Linked DNA regions of Zea mays: regions 1, 3 and 4 are each linked to region 2. A link is a contact called in public Hi-C data. All regions are on one chromosome and are shown on one strand. The core of a region is the stretch at or near the end of the contact, and the rest is flanking DNA. Distances in the headings are between cores, read along the strand shown. Region 1 holds the start of LOC606487. Region 2 holds the start of LOC100285313. Region 3 holds the start of LOC100501984 (Histone H2A). Region 4 holds the start of LOC100193620 (Thioredoxin).

Evidence for each region. Hi-C and Micro-C count contacts between places; a contact is called where the count stands out from the background.
Region 1: a contact with region 2 is called in a Hi-C map of bundle sheath, with 3 times the contacts expected there. The contact joins the promoter of LOC606487 here to the promoter of LOC100285313 in region 2. A contact is called at or near these places in 3 of 25 Hi-C or Micro-C datasets (bundle sheath, leaf and tassel).
Region 3: a contact with region 2 is called in a Hi-C map of leaf, with 7 times the contacts expected there. The contact joins the promoter of LOC100501984 here to the promoter of LOC100285313 in region 2. A contact is called at or near these places in 10 of 25 Hi-C or Micro-C datasets (bundle sheath, ear, endosperm and 3 more).
Region 4: a contact with region 2 is called in a Hi-C map of leaf, with 4 times the contacts expected there. The contact joins the promoter of LOC100193620 here to the promoter of LOC100285313 in region 2. A contact is called at or near these places in 3 of 25 Hi-C or Micro-C datasets (ear, leaf and tassel).

Annotation. Positions count from the first base shown.
Region 1 is chr7:13,497,410-13,504,052 of Zm-B73-REFERENCE-NAM-5.0, forward strand. It overlaps LOC606487, which reads right to left and starts at 4,522. Exons shown (of 3, transcript NM_001112341.1): 1 at 4,433-4,522; 2 at 2,633-2,755; 3 at 2,217-2,535. The coding sequence starts at 4,522. The coding sequence ends at 2,380.
Region 2 is chr7:13,736,102-13,742,470 of Zm-B73-REFERENCE-NAM-5.0, forward strand. LOC100285313 reads right to left here and starts at 4,606. Exons shown (of 3, transcript NM_001158206.1): 1 at 4,528-4,606; 2 at 4,266-4,401; 3 at 1,369-2,430. The coding sequence starts at 4,376. The coding sequence ends at 1,660. LOC100273608 reads left to right here. Exons shown (of 16, transcript NM_001148024.1): 15 at 1-33; 16 at 129-594. The coding sequence ends at 26.
Region 3 is chr7:13,941,954-13,948,236 of Zm-B73-REFERENCE-NAM-5.0, forward strand. It overlaps LOC100501984 (Histone H2A), which reads left to right and starts at 3,513. Exons shown (of 1, transcript NM_001196581.1): 1 at 3,513-4,241. The coding sequence starts at 3,610. The coding sequence ends at 4,080.
Region 4 is chr7:13,579,626-13,586,394 of Zm-B73-REFERENCE-NAM-5.0, forward strand. LOC100193620 (Thioredoxin) reads right to left here and starts at 2,178. Exons shown (of 3, transcript NM_001138720.1): 1 at 2,034-2,178; 2 at 1,754-1,876; 3 at 1,129-1,612. The coding sequence starts at 2,123. The coding sequence ends at 1,445. It also overlaps LOC103633730 and the pseudogene LOC103632062.

The DNA.
Region 1 (6,643 bases), core at 3,272-5,771, 240 kb before region 2:
TATATATATATATATATATATATATATATATATATATATATATATATATATCATCTCATCTTTTTTTTAAAAAAAGAAAAGAAAAGAGCATCAGAAAAATTGTTTTCGGTATATATTGGGTTCTCCGGTGATGCACAAAATAAGGTCGTGGAATACTTCACTCTTCTGCATAAGAGTTGGAATAGATAGTTGTACCAGCTCCTTAAAAACTTTACTACTCGGTTTTAAATGTAGATATTGGTGCACGGAATTTGAAATCAAAATAAGCTTTCATAAATTGTTTGGTTGCACATAGAATTTAGATTTAGAATCGTACACTCAATTCTCTGGTATCGACATCCAAACTGAGCAGCAGAACCTGATATTCATGGCACTAGCAAACTAGCTAAACACACTATCTATCCTATATTTAGGTAGTAAAGGTTAAAAAAACATATTTCAAAAGACTAATTATCAGACTATCCAAATTTATATTAACCTAATAAATCTTCCTCCACTGCCTACTTCTCTTGTGTTGGCCAAACAAACAGGTGCCTACCTAGATTCTCCTTCGGCCGTTCTGCTAGCAGCGCGCGACTCTTCCTCGCAGTCACCGTATTGGAGTAGGTAACAAATAAATAAAGTAGTAGTACCAAAATAGATGGATACTAGATGCCCTTTAGATCTCTCGTTAGCTCAAAATGTACACGTGAAACTACCATATCCTGTATGTAGAGCCCGCAGTTAATTCCAAAACTGCCAGTTCAGCGTGTAAGGAAGTCATGTCACCGAGCTTGAACTCGGATGCTATGCTACCATACTGCATATCTACTAGGAGTATAGTAGTAGCATCTTCGTGTGGCCACAGTATACTCTTGGGCGCCTAATCTGCAAATTGTTTCCTAATGAATTTCCTAATTGGCCAGATGCTGCAGACTTGCAAGTGTCAAAATGCGGTGGTTTCTTCAAAAAATGATGTCGATGTGATAGTCCAACAAAGCTTCATCCGAATGCTTATCAGGGAAGTCAAAATGGTACGTTCGGAGCACCACAATCTGGATGTTCAGAGCACCGTATATTTTTTTGGAGCCAACCGCGGGGATTCCCCTACTGGCTACCGAGTTAGGATAGAGAGACTCCACTAGACCTAGGGATGAAAACGGTCGGAAACCGTCGATAAACACTAAAATCATTATCGTTTTCGTAATTTTTATCGGAAACAAAATTGAAAATGGTAATTTCGGAAACGAAAACGATATCGGTATTTCGAAAACATCGGAAACGAAAGTTCGGTGCGGAAAATACACCGGTAACGGTCGAAATCTAAATTACGATCGGTAAACATATCAAACTTCACAATACAACAAAGTTGACAAAAGATCACAAAGACCACAAGTTCACAATTCATGATATAATAAGTTCACAAGGATCACAAATTTATAATATAAAAAGTTTACAAAGATCACACGTTCACAAAATAACAAGTTTTACAGTATAACAAGTTTCCAGACACAAAGTTCACAATTCACAATATCCACTCGATTTAGCTGACATGGCATGTTTACTCATGAAATATTTTTTCCTCACATAAAGAGTTTTTTCACAGCCTCACAGAAAACCCTAAAATTTAGTGTGTGAAAAAGACAGACTGTCGGCTCTCTATCATTATATGTTACTAATATATAACATGTGCATAGAAAAGGGTGAATTTGATCGAGAGACCAAATTGTTAATCTCAACTGCCTTCCAACACTATTTATCCCAAAAAATGGCGTCCAAAAAATACAAAAATAAGTAATCCTTATTCAGAGACGTATAGACGATACGAAAAATCAAATGCTGGAAAATTCCGAGACACAAATCCGGTAATTTCCGACAAAAACCGATAACCGAAGGAAACGGTCGGTAAAACATCACACTGATTCCGATAGAAAATTCTGAAAACCGATTCCGGTTTTGAAGAATACTGTTACCGGTGAATCCGATCGAAAAATTTCAAAATCGATAAACGGAATACCGAAAAATTCTGAAACCGTTTTCATCTTTAATTGGGCCATTGTTTTGCACTGTAGATGATAGATATGCTTGCCCATTGCAGCGCAACGTGATTTATCTATTATTCTATATCCATCCATAGGATCATTCATGATAACAGGAAATCACTGTCACCACTCACCACGGCCTGGTGCAGTGGTGAGCTGGTTGATTCAATTCAAGAGTCACACGCGAACAGAAACGAACTCACAACAAGTATCCATGGTTAAGTATCGCCTCCGGCTCGGATAGAAACAAACATACTACTAGTTCACAATCGCCCACAAACGACAAAGCCAGAACTGATAACGACAACATTTACAGCCATACGTGCTGGCCCTTATTGACGGCGACGACTGATCTCCTTTAGGCAGACGCAGACGCAGGCGCAGGCGCGGCATGCTTCTCGATCTGGGCCAGGAGCTCGTCCTTCCTGGCACCCACGATGGTCGCGACCGTCTTGCCGTTCTTGACGAAGTGGAAGGTCGGCATCGCCTCGACCTCGTAGGCCGCGGTGACTTCCTGTTGGGAGAGAGGAGGAAACAGCGTCATCAGTACACTGTAACGGAAAGGGGGAACCCGGTGAATCGCTCGCTAGCTGTCGGGACACCGTGCTCACCTTCACTTCGTCCACGTCCACCTTCAGGAAGACGACCTGAGTGAACTTCTTGGCGTGTTCGACGAACAGTGGGGCGATGGCGCGGCATGGACCGCACCAGGCGGCAGTGAAGTCGATGACCACCTGAAAGGTTGCGCAAGTTTGACAGAGCTCCATGTTAGAGGCGGTAGAGTTGCTACTCTGCCGGAAAGAAAACGACGGTATTATACTGGAGTGCAGTCCTAGGTCCGACCGTCCGAATGCAACGCCGATCAACTGTGCGCCCTCGGAAGACAACGACAAGGACAAGAACTCGTGGTTGAATCAGAGCATACGGAGTGCAGTCCTAGGCTCTGTTTGCTTCCTATTAGTTCTAGACTGAAAATTAGTTCTAGATTAAATTTTAGTCCCTATCTATTTGGTTCTAAGGACTAATAAACATGTTCAGAACACTGTAGAAAGACTGAAATACCCTTTATGCTTAGGATATCAAGAAGAGAGAGTACTAAATGAAGGGTAGAGATATGAATAAATCTGCTTCAATCTCTTTTAGCTATCCTTTAAACGACTTAACACTAAAATCAATTAGAGAGTGTTTGGTTTGAGGGATCATTCCCTCCAAAATAAGGTAGTTCATCATGAGTTCATTCTTCAAATTTGGTGAGATGACATCATTTCTTATATTAGTACTAACTAAATATGAGGATTAAGATAGTGATGGATCAACTTATTCCATTATACAAACCAAAAAAAATGTGTGGAGTGTGAAGATGATGGACTAGCTCATTCTTCAAACTAAACACCCCACTAATATCTACTTTAGTTCTTCTATTTAGCAAAAAAAAAGGTTAAAGGTTAGTTTGTGAACCCATTTTTCCAAAGGTTCTCATTTTTCAAAAGAAAATTATTCAAAAGAAAATTAGTTCATTTTCCTTTAAAAAAATAGAAATCCTTTGAAAAAATAAAGTTCCAAAGCTACCCCTAAACGACAACTAAAGATTAGTCCTCAAACAAAAAGACCTAAAATCAGTTACTCTACAGTACACAGGAGAAGGTACAGGAGAAGGTACGGAGGTGGTCTGTAGCCCTTGAATCCTTCCCAATTTCAACTTGACTTCCTAGCAAATCTCAACTGCAGCTGTTGAATTCTTTCCCCAATTCCAAATTACTCCCCTTAGAGTGTACGAAATTTCAATATGACATCATGAGCACTTAACAGAGGTCTAAACGTCAAACTCTTCCCATGTTTTAAATGACTTTCTATGACAGCTTAAGTTTATCTATGCATCTACTACTTCGTAGATTTAGTGGAAATACAGATCTCCAAATAGAGCAACTGCCAGCTCAAATTACTCACACAAATGTTGCCGCAAAGCTCATACGGGTTTCCGGTTCAGCATAGAGATCAGCAGTAGGGCAAACTAATTTAAATCACACCTATAATTACTAAGTAACCACGAAAAGCATGTGCAATAAATTCGTTGCATGCACATATCAATACTCCACCCATAATAAATCTGTGTGCACAACCGTGGACATCAAATCGTCTCAGGCTACATCAATCAACATAATCCCTGGACGGAGACGGACTGTACGGACCCGCTAAAATCCCTAAAATCCTGCCCACTACACGCGCCGCACCCTAATCACCCCCGAACACAAGCATCCCAGATGCGATTCAGAGCAAATTTGAACAGGGGGGCGACCGCATAATAAGGAAACCAAAGACGAATCGATTTGAACCGCGGAATCCCCTAAACAGCTTTCCAAACAAAATCACGGGAATGGGGATCGAGGAAGACGAGGCACGGGGACGCGTACCAGCTTGCCGGCTTCCTGGGCCTTGGTCATGTGGGCGTCGAACTCAGCCTTGCTGTGGCACGCGATCACGACTCCCTGCTCGGACGCCATTGATCTCTTCTTCCTCGGTGTCGGTGAGATCGAGAGCTTCTGTTCGTTGTGATTGCAAGGTACCTTTGGTGGCCTCATCCGGTGCGCGTGCACGCGACATTTATAGGCGCAGCGACTGGGTTGAGAAATGACCGGAAAGCCCTGGCGGCCCACGTTGCGGTTACGGGCCGCGTACGCGGGGTTACGTACGTCACCGCGCTCGTGGGCGGCTGCCGTGTTATTTTCTCGAATTCTCGAAGGTTCCCCACTTGTGCTTGTCGACGGCCCGCAAAATATAAACTTGACCGGTCAGCGTATTTGAAACTTGACCGTTAATACATTTATTATTTATCTATTTTAATTATATTTTAAAATGTGTATGGCTACGTTAATATAAACTTGACCGTTTATATTGATACGGTTATTTAAATCTGAACGAGTAGCTACCACGGGCGTGTTATCTTTTTAAAATGTTTTAAAATGCATTTTAAAAACCGTATGGATATTTTTAGCAAATGTGTAGAATTTTTTAATGGAAACTTATTCTAGTTGGTAGTTCTCTTGTGGCATATTATAAGACGTTTTAACATTTTTTGTAGTATAATATATATATATATATATATATATATATATATATATATATATATATATATATAGAAAAATAATAAATCTAGAAAAAATAAAATACCTTATAATTTAAAACAATGGAAAATACAATCCATGTCGTTTGGGTTTGAGGTTGCAACTACTAACTACATTAGTTGCAATAATAGTCATAATTAGGTTTTATTTAGTTTAGCTATAGATTAATAAAAAACTAATTCTAACTGTTATCTATGAGAAAGTTGTTATGAGGTAGGGTAGAAGGCGATTATCAATTGAACTAAAAATTATAATTTTTTAAAAAAATATTCTGTTTTTGTCATCGCTTAATTGAGATTCTAGATTTTAGTATTAAATTTGGTTTAGAAACGTGAACCAAATACATTCTTAATTTGTTGGATTGCATGTGTTATTTTACGCTCTTGTAGTCGTACCTGCATGACAAGGTATGAGGGAAATCACTACATGTTTGGTTCAGCTTTTTTTTGACAAGTTTTTCTAAAAATTTAGCTGTAGGAAGAATCTGACTGTATAGAGAATCTGAGTATCATTAAGATTACATGCGGATGAAAATAAAGGTGTACATAGGGCTCAGAATCTAGAAAGTGACGGATTTCTACTATTTCAACGACTCAACCGTATATGTGTTTATGTTGATTTTTGAATAATTTTTACTCAAACGAATTTTATAAAAACTGTCTGAGAAGCTAAGTGTTTGGCTGTCCGCAGCTTTTGGTGGCCAAAAAGCTAAAAAAACTGAAAAAACAGGGGCGTATGTAAATGCATAGCCATAAAACCTAGGACATGACACAAGATTGAGCCTGGCCCATGAGACAATTTGGTTATCTGGAAGCTTACTTATTTGTGTTGCAAATGGCCCGGTAGAGTTTGCATGGTGGGAAACGAAACTAGACGCTGATGCCAGCTAGGCCCGTATCTACGTTTTCGTAGTCCCGGTGAAAAAAAAATATATAGCCCTATACTAGAAAAAATAAAAATAGCTAATAAAAGTATGGTTTCACCATATAAATATATGTTTTCATGTAATAATTAAAATAATCGAACTGCAATTAGCATTCATGCTAGAAACGTAAAAGGAATTTTTCTTACTAATATCAATATGGCTTGATCTTGATGCCGTGACCTGCTAACCTTAATACCATTCAAAAAATAAAATAAATAAAATGGAACGAGAACACATGACGGAGCTGTCACTACCGGAATTTAGATCTTTGTCAAGTACTAAATATTTTGTCGAGTGTTTTTTTTTACTCGGCAAAAAATCTCTTTGCTGAGTGCCACGTAAAAAACCTCCGGTAAAAGAAAACGCTTGACGAAGAAGTTCTTTGCCGAGTGTTTTATTTTTGAACTCGGCAAAGAGCTTCTTTGCCTAGTGTTATTTTAACACTCGGCAAAGAAGCTCTTTGTCAAGTGCTTTTTTCAACACTAGTTAAAGACAATTTTAAAATCATATTTTAAAGTAGTAAATTAATTCAAATGAAAAAAAATTCAGCTACAAATTTGTATAACTCATCATGA
Region 2 (6,369 bases), core at 3,356-5,855:
AGGTTCTGCCGCAGTCTGTACTGTAGCTAAAAGGTACTCTGTTATCCTGTAGCTCAAAGGAGTTATTTCCAAACTATTATAACTTCTAATCGGCTTATGTCAAATCACATTTCTCCTGTCATCAGCAGGTTAGGACCCTGTAAGTAAAGGAGTTTGTTAGGGCTGCTTGATGCTTGAATGGACTGTGAGCGGAGGCAACCGAATAATTGAGGCGAACATGCTTATCGGCGTTCCCAATGTAATGATTCAGTTGGTGGCGTCGTCAAACCACATCGGATGTCATCTGGAGAAAGAGTCATTTTACTTTGTCATTCAAACTTTCAGGATTAGCATTGAAATTCATAATTTGAATGCTAACAATTCAGGATACCATCTGCTAGCATATAAGATGTCCAGTCTAGAGGATAAACTGCAGCATATGAACCTTGCTCATTAGGCCGACATCTGCTAGCGCCAATTGGCAAGCACTGAAACTTGATGTTGCGCTGTAGGTACGGTTGGTGTGGGAACAAATGAACGGATAAATTCAGGGGGGAAATCGGTACTTTAGGGCTAGTTTGCCCCATTTTTATAAGAAAATTTCATTTTCTCAAGAAAAAATAAATTAGTTTTCCTTGAGAAAATAAAAATCCATAGAGAAAATGGGTTTGCCAAACTAGCTACAGAGAAATTCGTTACTTTCCTCAGTAGCTAGTTAGGCGTTTATTGCACTTTGTGCGTGACAAAACCAACAAAAGAGCGTATTTTACTTGCACTTCAATATTGAACTTCAATACTGTAACTTCTGGTCGTAGGGTACCATCGCTTGTTTGCTGAACACATATCTCTCTCTCGTGTCCAAAACATCCTCAACGAATAACCAGCTGAACCCAATTGAGTTTAACTGTGAAGATGACGCTATAATCTTCAACGAATAACCCTTCAACGAAAATTTAAAATAAAATGGAACAGGCAACAGAAATTTTTCCAGGGCAACTCGCAACTACATTGGATCCAGCATGAATTTGAGAACTTTTCACCACGAGCAGCAGCTGCAAGCCAGAAAACAAAGCAAACAAGCCGATACATCACATCTGCGGATCTGCCCTAGACATTGCTAGCAAACTTGAGTAGACCAAATGCATGTCTGCTGCAGGAAAATATCACAACAAACCATCACCTGCCTGCATAAATCAGAATCACGCCTTTCCGATTTTATATAGGCAAACCCAATAGCAACAACATCTGAACAGATTGGACACTGCCTGGCAAATAAATAAATATCAGAGCAGACTTTCATTTTCCGCAGATCTGCACATTGCCGCACATCACATCTCAGTATTGATGCCATGTTCAACTACGGTGCAAAACGTGGCACAGTTTTCTCGGTAAGCATAACAGAAGTCCAATTCAAAGACCACATACTGGAATTAGTTCATTATTTAGTGCAAACTCCAAAGTAGTTACACAAACATGACGAATCAACCAGGAGCACACTGCCTAAAGATTACGGTACCAGCATATTAATAACCCATGGACTGAACCATTGTCTTCATAGACTAATAAAACAAACTGCAACTGCTGGATAACACGGAATTGAAGGATCAAGCTGGCAAATGTAAATACTAGTGCATAGCTGAAATACACAGATATCTCTGTTCTGCCTCAGGGGAACATTCTTCAGTAACGATCATCATAAGCACGAGCTGCTCCTCCCCTGCTGGGACGATCGTATGGAGCAGGCCTATCTCGGTAACTCCCACCAAAGCGAGCAGGCCCACCGCCGCCGCCGCCACGTGAACCACCTCTGCCATAGCCACCAGTGCCCCTCGGTTCATCACGGTAGTAACCTCCATTGGACCTCCCTCCATCTCTCTCATAGCTCCTTTCTCTGGCAAAGCCGCTGGACGCATATCGATCTGCACCACTGTACCTGTCACCAGAATAGCGTTCTGCTGCCGGTGCATAGCGATCGCGCCCGGAACCATAATAAGTATCCCTGCTGTCCACATAGCGCCCACCATCATATCGATCATCATCATAGCGAGCAAAACGATCTGATCCTCCAAAGCGATCACCACGTCCACCAGTGCCACCACCATACCTTGAACCGGGAGAATACCTTCCAGTTCTACCACTTCCATCTGAATAAGGGCATTCACGAGCCCAATGTCCAGGACGGCCACATTTGAAACAATCATCACTGGCTGCTGGAACTACATCAGCTCCACTACGATATCCACCTCTACCACCGGACGAGTAACCACCACCACCACCACCACCATATCCATAGCCATCAGAGTTCCTAGGTTCAGCTTTGTTCACAGAAATATTGCGGCCATCCAGTTCTCCGTTATGCATTCCCCGAATGGCAGCATCCACAGCCCGAGGTTCTGAAAATGTGACAAATCCAAATCCCCTAGAGCGGCCTGTCTCCCTTTCCACTACAACCTATACATACAGTGAAAATGAACCAATGGGAAGACAGAAACTATATATAATAGTGAGCAACCAAAAATTCTATCAGTAGGAACAACATGCAAATTAGGGTATCAAATCAAACAGCTAATAAACATTGTGCAAAACGAGTGAAATCATCCCAACTGTACAAGAGTTTGGTCAATCCTTAATTCCTTATGCCACAACTCAAATTTGAATGCAAATCAAAATCTGCTTGACCATTCACTGGTTAAGAACATTAATGATTACTACAGCCAAAGGTCAGAAGTCAAAACTGAAGAATCAAGCACGTGATCACAGACGACAATGATGAGTCTGAACAGTTCCAGGTGAGGGCCACGTGCTGCAAGAACCAGTATCCAATCCAGAGAACTGAACTGAGACCAGTTACTTTTGGGCAATTGTATGGGCACAAAACTAGAGGTGAACTATACCATGACCAGGTAGATTTTAGTTACCCTGCCATATCCTTCAGTACCAGAAAAATATAATCCGGAAGTCTAAATGCATTTTTTAATCCTGGCTTTCCTTTGGCGCAAAGAACTAAGCATTTCCCATGGAAATGCACAATGGAGTGATGGACACTGGGAATAATGCTCTTTGAAGCAAGTGTAGGCAAAGATGAGCATACAACATTCTTCAGCATCACCATTGCTGCCTCGCTACTGAAAGGACAAATGGTTTCTCTGCCTTTCTTATCAAACTGATCCAGAATGACACAACCAAATTTTGCCACAAGTTCAGTCCAGTGCTGGCAACCATGTTTACTTGACTGGAGTTCATTAACCATGCCGGTGATGATTCTTTTGTGTTCTAAAGCTGGAAGCAGTTATCTTAAGTGCTAACAAGGCAAAAACAGGTATCTGGTTCTGTCCACAAAACAGATCACACCTAGCAAAACTGAATCTAACAGTGTATATGCCTCCAATTGATCTTTACTGAACCCATCATCGCAAAAAATGCTAACCAGTGAGCTCAAATGATTAGTGAATTTCTTTTCCTGCAACTTTGCTAACTTCCTAACATGCAGAAATTGAACTGACTGCAGTCTCTGTGAATCAGCAGCTGCTATTAGAATGAAATTGTAAGACTAAAGGGGGAAAAAGAAGCCATAACATACACAAATAAGAAACATCACTTGTTCCAGTTTATGATATATAATTTTTTTAGCTATAGCTGCGGTTATAAAAAAACCAACTTAAAACCATGAGGTTTTTCATAATAACAATAACTTTACTGAAGTCATGAGACACATTTCAGTTACCTATAACTAGGAATGGTGGAAACTGGAAACATAATCAAAATGGTGATAACATGCAACTGGTAAAAATTCAATGAAACTCTATAGTTCCTGGTAACCAAATTAAACATACCCAAGTTACAACAGTTAACAAACAGTTTAATCTTTAATCATCTGTTTCCCCCAGATCGAGCAGAAAATGTTTTTCAAGTGCAGTCTTTCTGTATCACAAAGAAAATTGATTCATTTGCTAAGGTATATGTAAAAACTATATTTGCAGCTAACTATCATTTATTTCTGCGCCTACTGCATCAGACTATCATGCAAGCAGATAGGACAAAAAAAACTATCCATATTTTATGAATCCCTTTGTTTGGAAGGAGCACATCCGTCAAACCACACCAAAACAGGGACCCCAACTAAGGCCTTGTTTGGATGCCCATGTATCCACCTCAATACATGTGCGTGGGGATTGAGGTGAACATGGACATCCAAACAAGCCCCAAACTCATAACGTTGCTAACACAAACTAACCCCAATTCCCTCAAATTACAAGCATCACGGCAGGCCAGAGCTGTCGCTGTACCTGAGCCTCGATGACCTTGCCGTACTGACCGAAGGTGCGCTCGAGCGTGCGCTCCGTGGTGTTCCACGACAGCCCGCCGACGAAGATCCGCCCCACTTTTTCCTCCGCCATCTAGGACCAAATCAACCAGAACTACCTGCACGGCAAAGCGGCGGGAAGATCCCATCAGGAAAACCGAAATTCCGCAGCGATCCGCGCAGCGCAACAGCGCGAATCGCGTCCCGACAAGACCGGACGGGAAGGGATGGCGACTCAGGCTCACCTCCGCGAGACAGGCTGCTCAGATCGAGGCGCTAGGCGGCTAGGGTTTAGAGGAGAATGGAACGATGCCAGCAGACGATGGAATGGTAAGGTATCTGGAGCGTCCTATATATCTCGGGAACTAGCACGTGCCGTCGGATTGGGATTTTTTTCTTTTTTATTTTTACCCTTTTATTAGTTCTCGTTTTCTAGTATTCGCTTGATTAGTCTCTTTTTCAGGAGCCTCTAAATCGAATCTCTAAGCATAAGATACGACTATAAGGGCTAGTTTGGCAGTCCATTTCCACACAGGGAATTTACCTTTTTCCCTGTGCCAGTGGCCCACGCGAGAATCTACCACGGGGTATGGCTCCGACATGTTTGGGAGTTAGCTCTGTGGGGGGATCGACCCGGTCTTAGCGTAGCTTCCGCGTGGAAACGCGCCCGACCTCCGAACGTCGGGCACCTATCCCCGACTCATGTCCTCTCTCGTGCGGTCGCCGGCGCTCTGAAGGAATGTCAGGGATCACAAGATATGGAGCCAGACAGCACCACCAGAGGAACGAAGATGACATGCCCAGACTTCAGCGGCAGCGACACAAGAATGATAGCGTCGGTAGTGGGAAGTTTCTAGAAGAGAGCATGAAGGGGTGAGGATTGGGGAAGAAGACTTGGAAACGAGGAAGCAGGGAGAAAGTAACATCGGTAGTGGGAAGTTTCTAGAAGAGAGCAGGAAGGGGTGAGGATTGGGGAAGAAGACTTGGAAACGAGGAAACAGGGAGAAATACGAGGCTGAGAACTAGTGTTTATGTTCTATGTTCTTGCATAACGTCCTCAGTTACAGAGTCACACATATAACCTTCCATATAGGCCCAGCCCTGCTAGTGTATTACACAGCCCATCAAGGCCCACTCCAATGCACATTCTTGTGTCACTGCCGCTGAAGCCTGGGCATGTCATCTTCGTTCCTCTGGTGGTGTTGTCTGGCTCCATATCTTGTGATCCCTGACATTCCTTCAGTCTGCTACTGCTAACATTCCCATGTCCTTTAAATGTCGTTTGTCCCCAAGCTGGCGGATAAGGAAACCAAAGTTTCAAAGCGTAAAGCAATCATCTCTCAGAATCCCTTCTGTTACGTGAATTCTGCAGCGAAACTTCATACTCGTCAAGCAAAACAAATGGTGGCATGAGAGCTTGATGAAATTTCTGCTAGTATTTTCACTAAGACAAATTCTGCACTCATGTAAGCTTTTCAAAAATATTTCATGAGGCCTGCTCTCATTGTAAATTTGCATCAGAGGAATATTATGATCAGCTAGAAGCCTTCTTGCAATAGCACGTTCATTTCCAACATCTAAAGTTGTCTCCGGGACTATTATTATGTTGTCATTCAATGAAATGCAAGCACATGAAGAGCTATTCAGCCTATCCAGCCATCTATACACTACATCTTGCCCTGGTAGCTCAGTCCATGTCTCATCAAATATGGTATAGAGGTGTGAAACTCTAGGTTCATCCAACCACTTGGCTGAGATAGTAAAATAAGGAGCACTTGTACTAGGATGTAAACATGACAGCAAACATATGTTAGCTTGCCCAATTAACTTGATCCAGGCACAATATCTATAGTTGGAATACATATCGCTGGCATAAGTGGCAAGGCAAAGTATCCTGCCGAATGCACCGTCTTGCAGTTGCATAGACTGAACCATCCTGCTCCCATCATCTTCATTGACAACAACTTGAAACCATAGTCCTTCCTCAAAGGGAAATGTACCCTTGGGACATTTCTATAAGATTTTGGTGATTAAGTGCTCCACACAAATGCTTTGAGTAATATTTGTGCCAAAGACTTAAGAAGTGC
Region 3 (6,283 bases), core at 2,263-4,762, 200 kb after region 2:
ACCATCGCAGGAAGAATCCGTTCAATCCATATGTGGAAGTCATGACTCTTCATCCCTAAGACTCGCAGAGTAGATAAGTTCACCCCCTACTTAGGTTAGCTGCATACCCATCAGGGAACATCAACATCTTGATCCACTAAAGTACTTCCTCTGGGCCCTGCTTAGGACGAAATCGGCCTTAGGCCTTCTCCATGTCTTTCCACTACTAGGGAGCTTCATCTCTTGGTTTGGTCTATCACATAAGGCTGTCAGATCCACTCTTGCCTTTATGTTATCCTTTGTCTTATTAGGAATGTCCATAATTGTTGACCAAAGTGCCTCAACAACATTCTTTTCAGTGTGCATCACGTCAATGTCGTGTGGAAGGAGCAGGCCGTGAAAGGGAAATGTGCCCTTGGGCCATTTCTATAAGTGTTTTGGTGATTAGATGTCCAACACAAATGCTTTGAACTCTTATGTGCAAAATGTGTGAAAAGTGCAAATCAAAGTACAAGGTATGTTTCTAGACTTAGTATATTATTTTGTATACTAATGTGCTTGTCTAAGTGCTAGAAACAGGACCAAGAAAAGAGAAGATTTGAATTGAAGAAGAGTTGGCTCTGTACAGCCAACAACTGCTCGAGCCTGGCGCACCGGACTGTCCGGTGGTGCACGAATAGTGTCCGGTGACCTAGGCTTGCCGCTAGTGAACTGGCTGCTCTCGGGAGATGACGGAGTCGTACGGCTATAATTCACCGGACTGTCCGGTGTGCCGTCAGTGACAAACTCGTCACTCTCGGGAAAAGGAAAAAGGCGACGTGGCTATAATTCACCGGACTGTCCGGTGGTGTACTGGACTGTCCGGTGAGCCAACGACGCCAGCAGCAACAGTCGTCCGCGCGATCAACGCGTGACACGTGGCCCGCCCCAACGGTCGGCTCGATGCACCGGACTATCCGGTGTGCACCGGACAGTGTCTGGTGCGCCAACGGGCCGGAGGAGCAACGGTCGGTTGCGCCCGATATGGAAGGAGATCGTGCACCAGACATGCTACTTAGTCGCACTAGAATCGCGTGTCTCTTGTGTTGCTTTTTCTGTGATTGTTGTGTTCACAAGAACTCGCTTCAAAGCTACTTAGTCGCACTAATACTTTAATAACTAAGTTTTGTGGCTATTTAGTGTTTGATTTTATAGGATCACCCATTCACCCCCCCTCTAGGTGCTCTCAGGTCGTCATAATAGGGGAGCCGAGTCAAGCCCGACTTATGTGTCCACATATGCTGCTCACCATATCCAACAAAACCACCTTCTGTATTGGCCACGAGCCTATCTATCTGTTGATGAATTTCGGCACCAGTCATCGTTGCAGGTGGGCGGTGTGTCACTACAAGTCTACGACACCTTTTGTAAAGTTCTTGATGTCTAGGCGGAATGGATGGTTAGGAGAAATTGTCAATGTTTATCGAATGACGAATATTTGCCACCTTTTTTAACCAAAGGAACCTAAGAGCTTCCTTGCAAACTGGGCATGAGAACTTACTGTGAACACACCAGGTGCAGAATAGCCCATACACTGGTAAGTCATGCATGGAGTACTGGTACCAAACATGCATTTTGAAGTTTGTCTTCGTAGCTCGGTCATACATCCATGGCCCTTCCTCCCAAGCACGTACCAATTCATCGATCAAAGGCTCCATGTACACGCCCATTTTATTCCCTAGGTGTCCGGGAATTATCAACGACACGAATATATTCTGCCTTTGAAAGCACACACCGGGGGGATTGATTGGGATAACAAACACGAGCCAACATGTGTACGGAGCAGCGCTCATTCCATAGAGATCGAACCCATCTGTGGCCAGCGCAACACGTACATTACGAGCCTCTTCGACTTTCTCACGGTGAATGGCATCAAAGTGCTTCCATGCTTCACCATCGAATGCGTGCACCATCTTGTCAGGATTGTACCATGTCATCTGTTTCGCGGATTCCTCGGTCATGTATATACGCTGGATCCTCGATATGAACGGAAGGTGTCGTAGGATTGTCAAGGGGATGTCGAGCTGCCTCTTCTGTCCATCACCAGAGTCTACCTCCATGAACCTAGATGATTTACACTTCGGATAGTACTTTGCCTCCGCGTATTCTTTCCTAAATAGCACGCAGCCCTTCGGACAAGCATGTATATGCTCATACGTCATCTTGAGTGCACGAAGGAGTTTCTGTGCCTCGTATATGCTATTTGGCAGAACGTGATCCTCCGGAAGCAGGCTGCCAATAATCGTCAACGAGCCATCGAATGTGTCTCGACTCATGTTGTACTGCGACTTCAATGCCATTACACGTCTAATGGCATCCAATTGAGAAACCTTTGTGTGACCGTGAAGGGGCTTCTGTGCCACGTCAAACATGTCGTAGAACGCCTTTGCAGTCGGCTCTAGCTCGTCGTTCGTACATCCTCCGGTGTACTATGCCTCGTGATAATCGTTCAACATATCCGCTACCCCCGCATCGGTATCATAATGCTCGACGCGTTGTCTCAGCATCTTCTCTCTCGTACGATGCACTTCACCATGAAAGATTCACCGAGTATAGCCCGACGTAAATCCTTTCTTCCAAATATGTTCTACCATAGACTTCTTTGATTTTCTTTTCCGGTTGGCACATTTGCTGCACGGGCATGGGACTAGACTCGCTCCTTTAGCAGCTTCACCATATGCTCGTTCCACGAAATCATCGGTCTTTCTAATCCATTTAGAGGTGACATCATTCCTTCATACACGGTACGTGTACATCCACTCACGGTTCTCCATCCTCTAAAAAAATTAACAGAACTCTATCAACAAAAAATTTCGGCTGCACCTCTCCTGCGTGGGGAGGTGTCCAAAACCTGCAAATAAAAGTAGCAGCACGATGACTAACAACCACACATATTTTAAGGCCTTGTACATAAGGGAGCAAGCATACATCAAGCTTGTTGACCTAAAGCTGGCAGAGTTTGATGTGAAGAAAGTGTTGTAAATTGATCATGACAACAGGTATAAGGGAGCAAACATACATCGAGATGTAGTATTTGAGATACTGTAGTATCTTTTCTAATATAGTGTTTGGCAGACTCTTCAAAAACTATGTTTTCAAAGCTGTAGTAAGTTTTCAATATTGTGGTAAAAAATGTCTTGACATTAACTGTAGTATTCTAATACTGTAGTTTTGAAATAATTTATTTACAAACAGGGCCTTAACTGGAGCAAAGCGTAGCCTACATGAAAAAGGTAACTTCGCATGCAGATTATTGCAGTATTACATGAAAACGGTAGTAATTCCTGAGCTAAAAACCGGATTCCCGCGCTGCTTTGTATCCTCGCACCTGATTGGCCTAGTAACACCTCCCACGGATCGTCTTCCCAGCTCCCCATCGGCCGTCCGTGCCACTATCGATCCGGCCGTCCATCGCGTTTGCACACGGATCGAGGGGCCCACCACCCCACCCTTTTCGCGGGGTTTTAAAAGCACCCCACCTCGCATCCCCTCTGGCATCACACACTCGACTCTCCTCTCTCGCATCCGCAGCCTTTCGAGCTCTACTCCACCCCCTCGATCTCGAAGCGCAGCAGCAGCAGTCAGGCGGCCATGGACGCGAGCGCAGCCGGAGCCGGCGGGAAGGCGAAGAAGGGCGCGGCCGGGCGCAAGGCCGGCGGGCCGAGGAAGAAGTCGGTGACGAGGTCCGTCAAGGCCGGGCTGCAGTTTCCCGTCGGCCGCATCGGGCGGTACCTGAAGAAGGGCCGGTACGCGCAGCGCGTCGGCACGGGCGCCCCCGTCTACCTGGCCGCCGTCCTCGAGTACCTGGCCGCCGAGGTGCTGGAGCTGGCCGGCAACGCTGCCAAGGACAACAAGAAGACCCGCATCATCCCGCGCCACGTGCTCCTTGCCATCCGCAACGACGAGGAGCTCGGCAAGCTGCTGTCCGGCGTCACCATCGCCCACGGCGGCGTCCTCCCCAACATCAACCCGGTGCTCCTGCCCAAGAAGACCGCTGAGAAGGCGGCGGCCAAGGAGGCCAAGTCGCCCAAGAAGGCCGCCAAGTCCCCCAAGAAGGCATAGAGGGGCGGGCGCCTTTACCGCTGTGATGTTGAATGCTCGTGTTCAGTAGATCTTTACGTCTGTAGTGTCGTCGTTGTTATTGGAACTGGTTAGTAGATCTGTGCATTGTGGTTGAAACGTGATTCCCTGATTTCAGAAATCTAATTTGCAATTTGGGTGCACAAATATACTCGCAATGGTTTATATAGTCCTAGTGCGGAAGACTAACTGAATAGGTTTTATTCGGAATCTCACACCAAACATATCAATATTTAGAAACATGAATTGCTAACAGCTGGGTCAACACCATAAGATATCTATCAAGTTCCTGGTATATGACTGTTGGAAACAGTTGGATGCAACACAACTTTGTGGAAGCGTCTTGCCCAACTCGACCGTAGATTGCTGCAACAAAGTGGCTAACCAGTATACAACCATCCTCCACAACAACGCTAAAGTACTTGAAATAACCAGCATCTACAATGAACTTTAGGCTCTGTACTAGGAAAGTGTTGTTACCAATCCAGTAGTACAATGAGAAAATTCGGTTTGGAAACTAGATATATCTTGAGATTAACATCTGAGCTGCAATTTGTACAGGACATTGAATGCCAAGCTAGGAAGTAACAAAGCTACAGGACTAGCTAATGCATCATATTAGAGCAACAAAGGAACGGGATGTTCAGGAATAGCCAAAGCTCCAAGGCAAGCATGGATAATGGATTGGTCACTGGCCAACACCACAAAACAAAACTGGGAAGCTCCCAAAGGCTTGCAAACGGGCTGGGAATGTAAATACAGTTCCTTTTCTCACCCCATTTCTCGGGACCCAGGCAAGAGAATGTTGGGTTCCTCCTATCAATACTAACAAAGAAACCATTGTCTCGCACACCATCCACTTTTACCCACTTGGCTGGTTCAACTTGAAAGTCTAGGCGAAATACATAAAAAGTTCCAGAAAATCCACAAGAGGGATCAATTATTACTGAGAAGTGAACCAAGAGAAGCATGTCACCACAGACCCAGACCACCAACCATGGTGCATTACACAGGCCAAGAAACATGTCCGCGTCCCAGACAACCAGGGGCGGAGGGCTTAGGGCATGTTTGGTTCGTTACCTCAATTGCCACACTTTGCCTAACTTTTTTGCCTAAAGTTAGTTATTCAATTCGAACGACTAACCTTAGGCAAAATGGGGCATAGTTAGCCACAAACCAAACAAGCCTTTAATGTGGCGAGGTATGGGGGTTTGTGGCTGGTTATTTTCTGTTTCTATTTCTTCCTGCCGCTTTCCAGTTCACTTACAGTATTTAACCCCACACTTCCTGGGCTGGCTCAATTACCCGCGTACAATACGGCCCGTCGGCCCATCCGACTTACAACTCCACACAAGCACCACACCTCTCTTTTTCAGCTACTGGTTCCCATTCGGCACCATCTTCAGGCTTCAGACATCGATGGCACAACCTATCTTCAATTCAGGGTCGTGACATCTGCCCCACTTGAAAGCTTGCTTGTCCCCAAGCAGGGGTCCAACACTGTGTAGAGTCTAGAATAATGAAAGTGACGAAAACTTTGCTTGAGGTAACTGTAATTTTGCAGTGTCGCTGAGCGCCTGAGCCCAGGATAAATGTTCTTTGATCACAGAACTGTCAGCAGCCCGTTGTTGTATCCAAGCAGCCACCTAACGTTGGAAACTGCCTTTGATCATAGAAACTGCCAACACCAAGACTGCATACCTATACAATGAGTTAAAGAAGTAACCACCCATGGAAACTGCTGCTCTCCTTGTGTTTGCTGGAAAACTGGACACTGCCTCACCAACTGCTCAACACCGATTTTCAGATCTGTCCACCCAAACAGGCTCTAGACCGAGTAATAAAGAACAGCCCTCCCATAGTACCCCCAAACAACGGAATCATGAAAGGTTGAAAACGATATAGTATTTACTGCTAAATTATGTCCACCCAAAGCTGATGAAGCCTTCTAATATCGCCCTGCTCCTGTATCTCAACTGGTTGGACAACAATGTCACCATACTAAGCCATAAATGAACCCACTCGTGGCAAAACATCAACCTTATATTCTCCTTGCCTTTATCATACACCATTCTGAATTGTAAGCCCATTAATTTTTTCATGATTTTTTGTTGAGTGTCTGGCTGTGACTGAACTGCCATAGCATTGTTTCCTAGGCTAAAAGCATTGAACCACCATTGTGTCA
Region 4 (6,769 bases), core at 928-3,427, 160 kb before region 2:
AAAGTTTATTTTGGTTGTTTGGTCATTTGTTTATCTCAGATGATGGTTCTAACAATATGTACAAATTCTATACGTCTCTCTCGTAGTTTCATAAACTACGAGAGAGATATAGGTTTTATGAACAAATTTATTTTTATTTTGTCATATGAAGAAATGTTCAATATATAAATTGTACATCATGATGAGTTATACAAATTTGTAGTTGAAGAAATGTTCAATATATAAATTTACTACTTTAAAATGTGATTTTTAAATTGTCTTTGCCTAGTGTTGGAGAAAAAACACTCGGCAAAGAGCTCTTTGCCGAGTGTTGTATTGTGACACTCGGCAAAGAGCCCTTTGCCGAGTGTCAAAAAAAGACACTCGGCAAAGAAACTCTTTGCCGAGTGTCAAAAATAAAACACTCGGCAAAGAGCTTCTTCGCCGAGTGTTTTCTTTTACCGAGGGTTTTTTGTGTGGCACTCGACAAAGAGCTCTTTGCCGAGTGCCCGAAATAAAACACTCGGCAAAAAATATGGCACTCGGCAAAGAGCCAAATTCCGGTAGTGGGCGGCGCCTTGATCTCGCTCCCGGGAGGGACCCCGTCAGGGAGGAGAGATCTTAGGTGTTGTCTAGGCTCGGCAGGCCGACCTAGACTCCTCTAATCGACGTAGAGTCGAAGAGAAGCGGAGAATTTAGGGATTGGAAGGCTAAACTAGAACTACTCCTAAATGTATAAGAAATAAATGCGAGATAAGTTGATTATTGATTCGATTGATGATGCTTAATCGATCGTAATCCTCTGTATTTATAGAGGAGAGGGCTGGACACTTTACAAACTAATCTCCCGAGCTAATTCTGCGAATTTAGCTAACAACCGTAGCACAAAACTCGGAACTATAATCTGCTCTGTGCAAGCGTAGACCGTCCGCACCACCAGTGCGTACCGTCTGGCCCTAGGGCCGGCCCGTCCGGTCCTTATTTTGGTGCTCAACACAGCCAACGTAACTTATTTCGCATCTGTCTATGCAGCCTACGCTTCAAACATGCATACAACCAAACATAAACTCAGATAAAGTCAACGTGAGTATGGTGACGCGGGACGAGATGGTGCAGGTAACCAATCACACGGTAACTGAAGCCAGACTTCCGCGGAACCCCGTCACAAGTATCCATACATATTATTGTATTCTTGTTCATCAGATCGATAACCCGTCCAGCACGGGAGCGAGCGTATATAGCGACTCCGAGATCATCGAGCTGAACATAGTACACACTACAATCACTTTTAAACGACCAAACTGCAGATCGACACAGTGGCGGCGCATACTCTGCTAGCTACTACCGCGCGCGCCACTAATTTGTCGTCGTACGTTGGCCTTTATTTATTTATTTATTTATTTATTTATTTATTTATTGACGACTGGTGCGCGCGCGCTATTTGCTACACATCACATCTCCTGAATTAGGCGGACGCCGAGGCAGGAGCCGTCGTAGTGCCAGCGGCGGCGTACTTCCTGACGGCGTCCCGGAGCTCGTCCTCGTCGACGGTAGCAAAGCTCTCGAGCGTCTCGCCGTTCCTGATGAAGCAGAAGGTCGGCATCACATGGACGCCGTAGATCTTCGCGACTTCCTGTACGTACACGTACGACGTACGTGTAGAATTGAACAAAGGAGATTAACAGCAGCACATGTGGATGTGGTCAGTACGACGGACGACGACGACGCTGACGCTGCGTCTGCGTGCGTGCATGCGCTCATTATATTGACTCACCAGCAGTTCGTCCACGTCGACCTCGAGGAAGACCGCGGAAGGGTACTTGCTGGCGCAGTCCGCGTACACCGGGGCCATCATCTGGCACCCACTGCACCAGGGGGCCATGAAGTCGATGACCACCTGACGACGACGGCCGGTAATTGGCAGGCAAATTGTGCTCAGGATGTTAGCTTTGTTTGAGGCGGCCGTCGAGTTGTTGCAGAAGATGCATGCATTTGTATCACAAGAGCAAGATGTGCAAGAGATGGCGATGATGGCTGCTCGTGTGGGTACGTACCAGCTTGCCCTGCTCCTTGGCCTTGGCCATGCGGGCGTCGAACTCGTCCTTGGTGTGGCACGCGATCACGGCACCCTCCTCGGCCGCCATTATTCCGACCCTCGCTCTCTTCTCCTTTCCTCGGTGTGGGATCCGAAGCCCTTGCAGAGTTTGCGCTGGTAGCCTACGCGAGCCGCGGGCGGCTTTTATAGGCGCAGCGAGCGACTGGGCGCGACAGGGACGGGCTACTAGGTCGAGGCCGCGATCGAGGCAGCTTGCATGGCGCCGGCGGGCTCCGGCCGGTCCCCTGTGCCATTCCCAGGTCTTCGAGCTCTCTAGATCGGCGTGCCTCGTTATCGACGGTCGTCGACGTGGTGCAAAATCCGTACGATACTGAAAAAAAAAGTCAGTAGATAAGTGCTCTAAACTGATGGCACGCAAAAATTTATACCGACAGTTTCAGTTAGCACACTGAAAATAAATAGGTGAGCACGGCTTAAAAAACCGCATGTGTAAATATATTTTCGCTTGGGGTTCACCTAAATCAACCGCCAATAAAAAAAACTATTTATACTGACAGTTGTGTTAAATGAATCGCAAGTGGAACGTTATTTTCACTGCATGTGCACTTAAGCCAACCTCCAGTGGAACGGGCTACTTCCACTTCGGTTTTGTTAACACAGCCGCCAATGAACGCCAGTGCATCAATTTGTCTTAAAAAGTAATTTTATAAAAGTATATATGTATTAACATTCACCAAATCTAACTCAGTACCAGAGAGTACTGAGTACCACAATACTTCCATTTCGGTTTTGTTAACACAACCGCCAATGGAGTCCCTGAAGAAGGCAGCAGAAGAGCCTTTATACGACGAGTCTAAGGGTTGTACCAAAGAGTCCACGATGCTCCGGTCTGTGCTAAAGTTGTTGATGTTAAAAGCTAGATATGGTTTGTCTGATGCTGGCTTCGATGCGTTTTTAGTATATCGCAGACATGCTTCCAAAGGAGAACAAAGTGTCTGCTAACATGTACTATGCAAAGAAACTAATCAGTCTGCTAACTATGGGTGTGGAGAAAATCCACACATGTAGAAATCACTGTATCCTTTATCAAGGTGATGATTATAAAGACTTAGAGAGTAGTTACCCAAAGTGCAATGCAAGTAGTACAAGACGAATAAAGACTATCGAGAGAAAGAGTGTGTTGCATCCGTGTCTAATGGGAATAAGCGAAAGAAAGACCAAACGAAGACTTCAAAATTCACGAGCAATAAAAAATAAGTAGACTATTATGCGTTCAAAAAGATTCCTGCTTTGGTGATGTGGTACCTCCCTGTCGTCGATCGATTGAGGTGTCTGTTCGCTAACCCTGAGAATGTCGAACTTTTGAACTGACATTCTTTTGATAGGTACAAAAATGATGGGAATCCAGTCGATGGGAAGCAGTGGCAAGATTTCAATGACAACCACCGAGACTTCGCCGACAAACCAAGAAATGTTAGGTTCGCACTGAGTACTGATGGAATGAATCCATTTGCTGAGAGGAGCAGCAAGCATAGCACATGGCCGGTGATCCTCACCATATACAACCTTCCTCCATGGTTGATGCAGAAACGAAAATACATTTTGCTAACCATTCTTATTTTAGAAAATGTATTTTCACTAGCGGTTTGCTTCTAAATGTATTTTCACTAGCGGTTTGCTTAATAAAACCGTCTCTGAAAATGTTGATTTTCACTGGCCTCTATCACTGCGGCATTGAAAAACGTCAGTGCAAATAGCTCTACGACCGTCACTATAGAGTTTCTCTGTACCAGTGAATTAAACCTTTGAATCATGTAGTCGATCGATGTACGTGCTGCAAAACTTTTTTTTTCATCTAAATTCGTTGAGGAACCTAAATACTCATTTTATATGTGATCTGAAAACCCTCAGCAACGCTGGTTCTAGAACGGGTGCCCGATGAGCTCCTCATTGTCACTCTCATACTATGAGTTCAGAAAAAAGATCTCTAAACCAACAGTGAAAATGAGATCTGAGTCATGCAGCAGTACCCACTATATGTACCACCATTTGAGATAGAGGTTATTGGAAGGTAGTAGGGCCGGTGGTTACCATTGCCACCCAACCATTTCTTTGTGGCACTGCCGTATTCCAATTGGCGACTCTGTGTGCTGCTCATCTAAATAGAATGTGCGAAACTATGAGCCCCGACATAAGGAATTGGAGACGCAAAGAGCACTAGAACAAGAAGACGCAAAGAGCAGAATTAATGTAGAAAGCCATACCGCGGGTGTCAACTGTCAATCAATAACAGAAGGTCGCTGCTATTTAAATCTTTGTCGTCAAGCTGTATGCATCTGTAGTGCACATTATTGTTGGAAAAAAAAAAGAGGGCAGTTTTGCAAGTTGAACTTGACGTCTAACGCGTGTCATCTTCTTCCTTGGAACATCGTGTTCTTCCGTGGGTGGTTCTCTCCGCAAGTGGGACAAGGGAGATTTGGTACTTGAAGAAGAGGCGTAGCCCCTTCAGTGTGTCAGTGACCCGAGTTTCCACATTCGTAGGTGCAGTTTCTTGTAGGATCGTCACACGGTTGCTAGCTCGCACGTCGCGTACTCGCATGCAATGTCTCTAGAAGCAATGAGGAAGCACCAAGCATCCATAGGTGCAGTTTCGTTTCTTGTCGTGCAAAACCAAAACGGGAATCCCAACAAAAGCCACCGGCCAGTGACGACAAAACGGGAGGCCCAAGAATTAAAAGCCACCAGCTAGTAAGATAAGATATGCATTCCGTTAATTTAGTTACTCATAATCGATATTGGTCTTGGAAAATACAGCAATAGTACCACTGACTTCTGAGAATAATTTAATTTTATAGTATTAATATATAGATAAATGCTCGTGTATTGTACCCAAAATATCTCTACAACTATTAAGACTCATCTGTAGACTGCCCCCGCTCCTTGCCCAACGAAACCCCCGCTCCCGCACGCCCCGCCGACCTCTGCTGCCGCAACGCCGCAGCCGCCGCGAAATCCGCACCCACCCGCGCGACCTCTACTGCCGCAAGGCCGCAGCCGCCGCGAAATTTGCACCCACCCGCGCGCCGCAGCCCTTTGTCCGCGCCGGAGCCTAGCACCGAACCGCCGCGGATTCGCCACTACATCACCGGCCATGGCTTCGGGCATGCCACCCGCGCCCTCGAGGTCCGCCGCCGCTCTCTCCGCCCGCTTGCAGCTTGCCTGCCTGGTGCCGGCGCGTACTGTTTCCTGACCCCATCGTCTCCAGGTGGTGAGGCACCTGGTCACCGCAGGGCACGACGTGCACGTGGTCATCGCCGCGCCCGAGTTCGTCTTCACCACCGAGATCGCCTCCCCCAGCCTCTCCGACAAGCTCGCGTCCCCGTCCACATCCGAGATGCTCGCGCCCGCGCCTTGGATGGAAGCCCAGAATCGCCTTCCATCGAGGATTCTACACCACGCGTCGCGCCCCCTCCCCGCACGCAAGCCCCCGCCTGCACATTCTCCGCCACCCCATCCCCTGTCCGGCGCGTGTGCCACGGCCTCCCTCGACCAGCGGCACGCGTACGCCATCACCCCCTCCCTACTGCTCCCATCCGCGGTGCTCACCTTCGCCATCGCGCAATCCATCAAGGTCCTCACCACCTGGTACGCCCTCTCCCCCTATCTATCTCCACGCGGTGCCCGGATCTGAGCTCCCTCCATGACGGGATCTGCATCTGCCCACCCTCCTCCGCGCGCGCGACCGACGTGCAGGTATAAGGAGAACCGGTGGGACGCGAAGCAGCTGGTGGGCTCCGGTGGGATGCCGTCCTCGCACTCAGCCACCGTCACAGCGCTCGCTGTCGCCGTCGGCCTGTAAGAGGGGCTCGCCAGCTCGTTGTTCGCCACCGCCGTCGTCTTTGTCTTCGTGGTTGGTTCCCCTTCCCACTCCCCCTCTCCCTTTCGACACCAAAAAAAACGCGCTGACCATCTTTGGCAAGCTGTCGCCCACCCCACCCCAAAACCCTAGCTCTATTCCATCGCTCCCGTACTCCCTATTGCGGCGGTTGAGAACAGTGGCGACAAGATCTCATGGAGAGAAGCTATGCGGACCCCAGGAAAGGTGAAATCGTCGTGCGATGGTGGAGATGGCCGATGGGAGGCTCCACCAGCCCTAGGGTGTGGCCAACAAGACGCTACTCGCCACTGCGTGGGTCGGCAGTGAGATCTCAGGGAGAGAAGCCATGCAACCCCATGAAAGGCGAAACTGTCGCACGATGGTGGAGACGACCGGCGGTAGGATGCAAGTATGAGCATTTGGCAAAGAGAGTATTCCTCCCCATGCTCCCGCTCCCTCCTGCACCCCACGCTCGCCGACGAGCCGCTCGACCTCGTCGCAGCTTGCCGAGCCATCATGCGCCCCGGTGCGGTGGTCAACATCAATCCACGCCGTCAATCGCGTGTTGGTCCTACGCTCAGTGCATGAGTCCTTCAACTGGCGGTGGTGGAGCAACCGTACTACCACAGCGCATACACAGGACGTAGAGAACAACTCCAGAAGGTGAGCCCCAGATCTCCGCTGCCGTCTTCTCGCCTGAAAAAAGAGGGGCATCTCTATCGCCACCAACCACTAGCAGGCGGCGGACGCTGCTCGCAGCAGGTAACGGCGTGCATCAGGGTAATATATTGCAAATAGTTTAGGGTTTCAGTTTCATTCACGAGTTTAGTACATGATTAATGTATTTTCTCGTTGGA